2 separate regions of the Mus musculus genome follow, and region 2 is linked to region 1. The links are chromatin contacts, called in public promoter capture Hi-C maps. All regions are on one chromosome and are shown on one strand. Each heading gives the region's core, a stretch centred on a gene start, on an enhancer-like site or on the middle of the called end of the contact. The rest is flanking DNA. Distances are from core to core; before and after follow the strand shown.

Evidence for each region. Promoter capture Hi-C pulls out the DNA fragments that hold promoters and counts their contacts.
Region 2: a promoter capture Hi-C map of hippocampal neurons shows a contact between it and region 1, with 2.7 times the contacts expected there. The contact joins two enhancer-like sites. A contact is called at or near these places in 1 of 39 promoter capture datasets (hippocampal neurons), 4 of 484 Hi-C or Micro-C datasets (brain, cerebral cortex, cortical neurons and 1 more), 2 of 115 datasets of contacts at active chromatin or transcription factors (double positive thymocytes and embryonic stem cells) and 1 of 9 other capture datasets (embryonic stem cells).

The regions. Positions count from the first base shown.
Region 1 is chr9:42,325,293-42,328,446 of GRCm38.p6, reverse strand. No RefSeq gene overlaps it. Among named protein-coding and RNA genes, the nearest start is that of Gm26272, 9.2 kb to the right of the region's middle. Within about 2 kb of position 1,521, at least 14 of the 459 cell types and tissues checked have an H3K27ac peak or open chromatin away from gene starts, as enhancers often do. A contact at or near this core is called in hippocampal neurons, where this site is marked.
Region 2 is chr9:42,646,195-42,649,348 of GRCm38.p6, reverse strand. All of the region lies in intron 8 of Grik4 (glutamate receptor, ionotropic, kainate 4), which reads left to right. Among named protein-coding and RNA genes, the nearest start is that of Gm36590, 26 kb to the left of the region's middle. Within about 2 kb of position 1,523, at least 7 of the 459 cell types and tissues checked have an H3K27ac peak or open chromatin away from gene starts, as enhancers often do. A contact at or near this core is called in hippocampal neurons, where this site is marked.

The DNA of each region.
Region 1 (3,154 bases), core at 272-2,771:
ACTGGCATTTGGCTTTCTCATGTGTCTGACGTCCTTCACTTGTATGCCATTGCAGTAAGCCACACTATGGAGACACAGTTTGAGACCCCGAGGTCTCGAAGGCTTAAGCCGCACAGACTTGCTTCTTGTTCATGTCTGTGGACTCTGCCGTTCGCTGGTCTCCTGGAAAGGAGATTGATGGTGTCGTCACTATTTTTTAATGCCGCCAGTTGAGTGCGCGGCTTTAAGGAATGAGTACAAGCAGCTCGGGCCCCTCCCACAGCTCTGCCTCTGTCACTTCTCTGCCTGGAAGTCTCCTTGTTGCCGTTCCCATTCCATTGGCTAGCACAAGTCTCATGGCCATCAACTAACTTTCAGAGGCCCCATAAGTTGGAAACCTGCCCTGAGCCTGTAAGGGAGACTGGAAACCAGCAGCAATGGCTTTCAAGCTGTCTTCAAGGCAAGCATGTCTCTCTGAGTTGAGAAATACTCCCTCACAAATGACAGCACAGGCAGGCCCTTTAGCCTGTTTCTCTAAAGACAGAAAAACCAGGATCCAGCCCTGACTCTTCCAATCCTCTGCCCCAAGTGTGACTCTTGAACGCCCTCAATACTGCCCCCTTTGTTTTCTTCCCTGTAAAATGGGAACATACACTTTTCTAGAAAGATTCTTTAGGTTTCTGTCTTATATTCATTTACTTGCCCACGTGTCCTCACCTGTCCATGTGGATCAGAGGACAACCTGTGCCCATGGAGTCTCTTCTTCAACCTTTGGAGTTCCAGGAATCAAATTCAGTAATTGGCTTGACAGCCTTTACCAACTGAGCCATCCTGCTGACCCTCAAAGATTCTTTCTTATGTTCGAAAATGACACTTGTTAAACATAGCCACGCGAGAGTTTAAGATACCTCTGACGCCGGAAATGGAGGTACATCCCTAGTGTCCTAATCCCTGGGAAGTGGAGGCAGGGGAGTCAGGAGTTCAAAGCTGGGTTCTGTAACCTAAGGTGTTCAAAGCCATTCCAGGCTGTGTGAGACCCTACCGCAAACCAGCAAACAGAAAAGATAATTGTTTGTACTCAAACAGGGAAGAGGGAAAGAGTCTGGTCAGCAAAGGGCAGAAAGGAGAAAACAAAGCAGCCTTGATGGTATTCAGTACCCAGGGAGACATCGGGGAGCAGGGAGCTGCTATTTGTGACAGTTGGGAATTCTATAATTGGTTTCTTAACCAGTGCTAGGTGTGTGCTTTACTCAAAATCCTCACGGCAGAGCTTAAGAGCACCAATTATTTAACATAGTCTAATATTCCAACTATTTTTAGAATCGTTTGACATTTAACAAGAGCTTGAAATCTAATAAAATTCCTTGCAACCAAAGGAATTAAGTAATTATCAAAAGATAACAGCCACCAGGGCTGGGATACAAAGCATTGCTTCTTACTAATTCTGAATTAATTAAGAAGCTACCCCTGTTAGAACCCCTCTGACTCTCTTCCAAACCTCAGGGTGTCTCCGCACCGCATGCATCACTGCGATTTTGTCCTGCTTAGAACACTGGGGAAATTTTCAGGGCTTGGGTGTACCGACATCGGCTGCCAGGCCAGAGAAAAAGAAAATCAAAGAGCACCCTCTAGTGTCCATTTTTAATATAGCGTGAAACCTGAATTATATGAAACCACAGCAATCAAATTACAATCCCCGCCTCCCCACACCTTAGCTACAGAACATTACCAGAATATAGCTTTAGAAAACACAGGAGATGCCAAGGGCATCTTCTAAAGAACACCGTAAGATTTATTTTTATGCGCACAGTAAGCCTCGCTCCGAGAAAATACCAGCTTTGGGCGTCCCATGCAAATTTTGTCCTTAATATCTATTTCTCTAACTCGATGACAAAAAATAGCTACTGAGAAAAATTAAGTATCTCTTTTAAATGTTGTGAAATAAACAATCCAATCGAGACGAGCTCATGAAATATTTACTGGCCTTTCCCCCGACGCAGAATGCAAACTCCTCTGATGTGTATCCACCAAGCAAGAGCAGTAGCTCTCTGCTCTGACTAATGGAAGGTTCTGTTGGTGATGGTTTAATTATGCTCACTGAAATATGGCTCCCTCCTAAGAAAACACTGCCATGGCAGAGGGACAGATCTCAATGTCTATAGATAGAAATAAAAACACAAAAGGGCCATCATTCCAGGAAGAACTCGACAATCAAATTCTGTATACTGAGAAAACAAATGGAGAGATTATATTCACTGTACATTTGGTTGCGTGCTGCTGTTTGCACATCGCCTCTAGGTTAGCTGTTGTTTTGTTAACATAAAATATCCATTGTGAAATATTTGGAGAACTAAGATATCCTCCCATTAGATGAAATTGCAATACATTATGCAAATGTAGCATCCTCCATAACCAATGCTTTCTCACTGTATTTAATATTGTTTGGCTTTGAATCATGTTGCACGTTGGAGGAGACATTACAGAAGTGTTAAATTGAACTTAAAGGATAAACAGCATCAAGTGCTAAGGAAAAGCACAAACCGTCTTGTATATATGTATGGGGGATTTTCATGTATATTTATTCAATAATGATCAATTCCTAATGAGAAGTGTTTAAATGGGAGCAATATTTTAATAAGCAGGAATCCAGAGTTCTTGGCTTCTTCCTAACTCTTAAATTTCTTTATGCAATAATTCAGTGTACAAAAAAATTCCAACTATGTTGTTCTATTTTAATTGGGATACAAACATTTTATTGAAGAAAGTAACATATTTAATTGCCTCGGGGCTTGCAAATACTTGAGTCTACACAAATTACTAAAGTTTCTTAAAAACAAAACAAAACAAACAAACAAAACCCTTATAGTCATGTAGAATTTTGCTTCTAGGTTATGTCTTAGCCCAAGGCAGAAAAGACATAGTTCCCAGTGGTATCCTCTTGTTACTATATTGGCTCTTTATCTTATTGTCACGACAGATTACTTGACACAGTAACTTAAGGAAGAAAGGATGTATTTTGGCTCAGAGTTTTAAGTGCTACAGTGCCTCACAGCAAGGAAGGCATGAGGTAGCTCGCTCTATGACCTCTAGATCTTGTTTTATAGTTCATGTACCTCATGGCTAGCTAGAAAGTAGAACACTCTCTCTGGAACCTGGAACAGACATCCCTTTCCTA
Region 2 (3,154 bases), core at 274-2,773, 320 kb before region 1:
TTCTGTTATGATAGAAATACCCACCATAAAGTTTACCAGTTTAGTTTAGTGTGTCTTTCAGTGGGATTAGCCTATTCGAATTGCTGGCCACCATCATCACCCTCCATGTCTACGTTTTCCATCTTCTCAAACAGAAACTCTACTCTTATAACCCTGATCCCCTCCTCCTCCCAGACACGCCCTGGCCACAAAGCACACTTCTACACCGTCAACTGAAAATGACTGCCTGCTTCATGGAAATGAAGTCATACAATATTTATCCTTTTGTGTCTGGCTTGTTTTATGTAGATTATGTCTTTAAGTCTCATCCTTCTTCAAGCTGAATAATATAGCATCGTGCATGTGCATCACATCCTGCATTAACACATAGTGAGTGCTCACGGTGTTTGGTATTGTGGCTAATAGTCCCATGAACATGAGTGTCCCTCCCACTTTCTGCTTTCACTCTTCCTGGGTATGCACCTAACGAGGGAACTCACTAGACAGTCATCACCTTTTAATGTATTGGGACATCACCAAACTGTTCTCTAGAGTGACTTCACCATGCTTCATTCCCAATAGCAATGCACAGGAGGTAGAGTTTTGCTACAATCTTGCCAATATTTCTTAATTTTTATCTTTTAGTGAGAGCCACTCCAGTGGGTGTGAAATGCTCAGATAAATTTCTTCTCTCTCGTTAGAGTTTGCAGATTGGGAGAGTCAAGACCGCAGGGCTGTAGTGTAGGGCCCTTCTAATGAAGAAGCTTTGCAATAAGAGGAAGCAGCTGGTGTTTGAGAGTCAAGCCCCGATGGATGTTCAGGACAGGTGAGAAGCCCTGCTTCTGAGGTGTTCAGGGACTTGTGTGGACCTGGGGCTCTTCGGACTTTGGTTTTCCCATTAGTGAGGTGTGTATAGGGGTAACGCCTATCCCTAAAGGTTCTTAGAAGGGATTTGAAAATATCTACTGGTGGCATTGTAGCTGCTAAGCAGAGCTAACTACTACAGCCATTCAACTCACAAATCCCACAGCTTCACTATGCAGAGGCAAACACGCAGTCTCTTACTGTGGCAAGGGATGGGTTGTAGGGCCCTTTGTGAATAATAATGATAATAGAGATGCAGATGTTCAAGTCCCTCCTTTATGATGTGGCATTCTCTCCCACATACTTTAAATGGTCTCTATATGAATACCTACTGTAATGTAAATGCTAGCAGCTATTATTTGGAACCATTTAGGGAACAGTGAGAAGGAAAGTGTCTGCGCTTGCTCAGCCCAGACCTTATGTCCCCTGACTATTTTCAATCATCTGTTGGATGAATCGATGATTCAGAACCCACAGATATAGAAGGCAGATCTTACATTTCTTACCGGAAGTTCGACAAGGATAGCTGGGATAGAAATAGCCTCAAATAAGGTCATTTAGGGTCCCAGGCATTTTCTAGCTTATAAATATGTCTCATGAAGGTCAGGGGTAGGGGAAAACATGGAGGTTCACACACAGAGTAATTTATGAGTCAAGCCTTGAAGTCCTACAGATCACTTCTTACAATTCCATTGGCTAGATCTCATTACATGGCTGCACCTCCCTGCAAAGATGTCTGGGAAATGTAGTTTAGTGCCTAGGCAGAAGGGGAAATAGGTTTGGCCGTCAGCAAGGAATCTCTGCCACATTATTGAATTACTAATTGCTACTGTACTTCTCTTTTGTGTATGCTGCAAGATCAGTTGACGCCAGGACCCTGTCTTGTCTGTTTAGATGAGAACTGATCCTAAGAGTGGGTATTAGCACCTGTTGGCTCCCCAGTAACCACAATTGCTGTGGGGCTTTGAGTGTGCCTGCTTAGATAGGGTGCACACGAAATATATTTCATTCGGTTGCTGAGTGGAATGGAATGGAGTCTCTCTGCCCTTCAGCTTGCTTGACGGCGGTTGGAGGAATCTTTATTTCACAAGATACATGCAGGTTGGATACAGGACATGAAGAATTAAGGCTCTGGGCAAAGCCGTCTCTGTTATTGCGGCTTGAGAAGAAGAGGTGAAGAGGAAGCGGGGTTTGAGCTAATAAATCTGGAGGGGTTCTCCAGCTGCTAATGAACCCAGCAAGAGCTGCAATCACTTCCTAATAGGAAAGATAAGATCACCCTAATCTACTGTCAGAGGGCTCAGGCAGTCGATGTGCCATAGGAGGGAGCTGCCACCTTGGTGGGGAGAATTGTAGAGATTTAGGGGTAAAGTCGAAAGTCTCACAGGATGCCAATGAAAAGCTGGAAATGTGAGCACCAGGAGCCTGGGCATCCTCTAGCCTCACAGGCAGCCTGGATCTATGTCATCACCACCGTTCCTGTAATGCTGCCGCTGTGGGGGTGTGTTTAAAAGCAGCAGCTCCCCAGACTTGTTCCCTGGGGGAATCTGGAGAGAGGCTAAGGAGAATAGTTATGGCAGCAGGAGGAGTCGAGAAAAACCAGACTGGCAGTGAAGCCCCCGGGACGCCAACGACTAATCCCGGCACGGATGCTGGGTGACAGCAATGGCTGTACTTGCTGTTTATTGAATGACTTCTCTGGGCATGGCCCTGTAAACACTGCACCGTGGTTATTTTCTCATGTAAGCCTCACATCAACTCCAGCAGAAACAGCTATTTTGTTCCCATTTACAAGAGCAGAGGCTGATAATGCCTTGGTCTCTTGCTTGTAGTGGAGCCAGATCATAAAGCCAGGCAGTTAGCTCTTAACCGCCCCGCTTAGTCATTCCGTCGTCTACGCCAGCCATTCCTTCTTGCTGAGCTTAGTTCGCTGTCTGTTTATTATGGCTTTGCACGAGGAGGTCTCCGAGGGTCTTTCTAAGCCTTGGACTTGTTTCTCTATACATTGGTTGGGAGCAATCCAACTCACAATGTCCTGGGGATAGAACTGTTTTCTGGAAAGCGGGAAGAACGACACACTGAATGGAGGCCCCATGTGGCCCACAGAAGCAGTGCCTGTTTAGGTCTTTTCTGTCACAATTATAGCCAGGTCCCAGCAAGCTCTGCAGTAATCACCCTTCCACGTCCCAGGCGCTCCGTGTTTCAGCAGGAAAGGTGTGTGCAGCTGGCCTTCCTCCCCTCTGTTCTTTTACTGCCAAACAGACTTGAGTTTGTATTTATTTTCCAAAGGCTTATCAGCGAGATTAGCCAT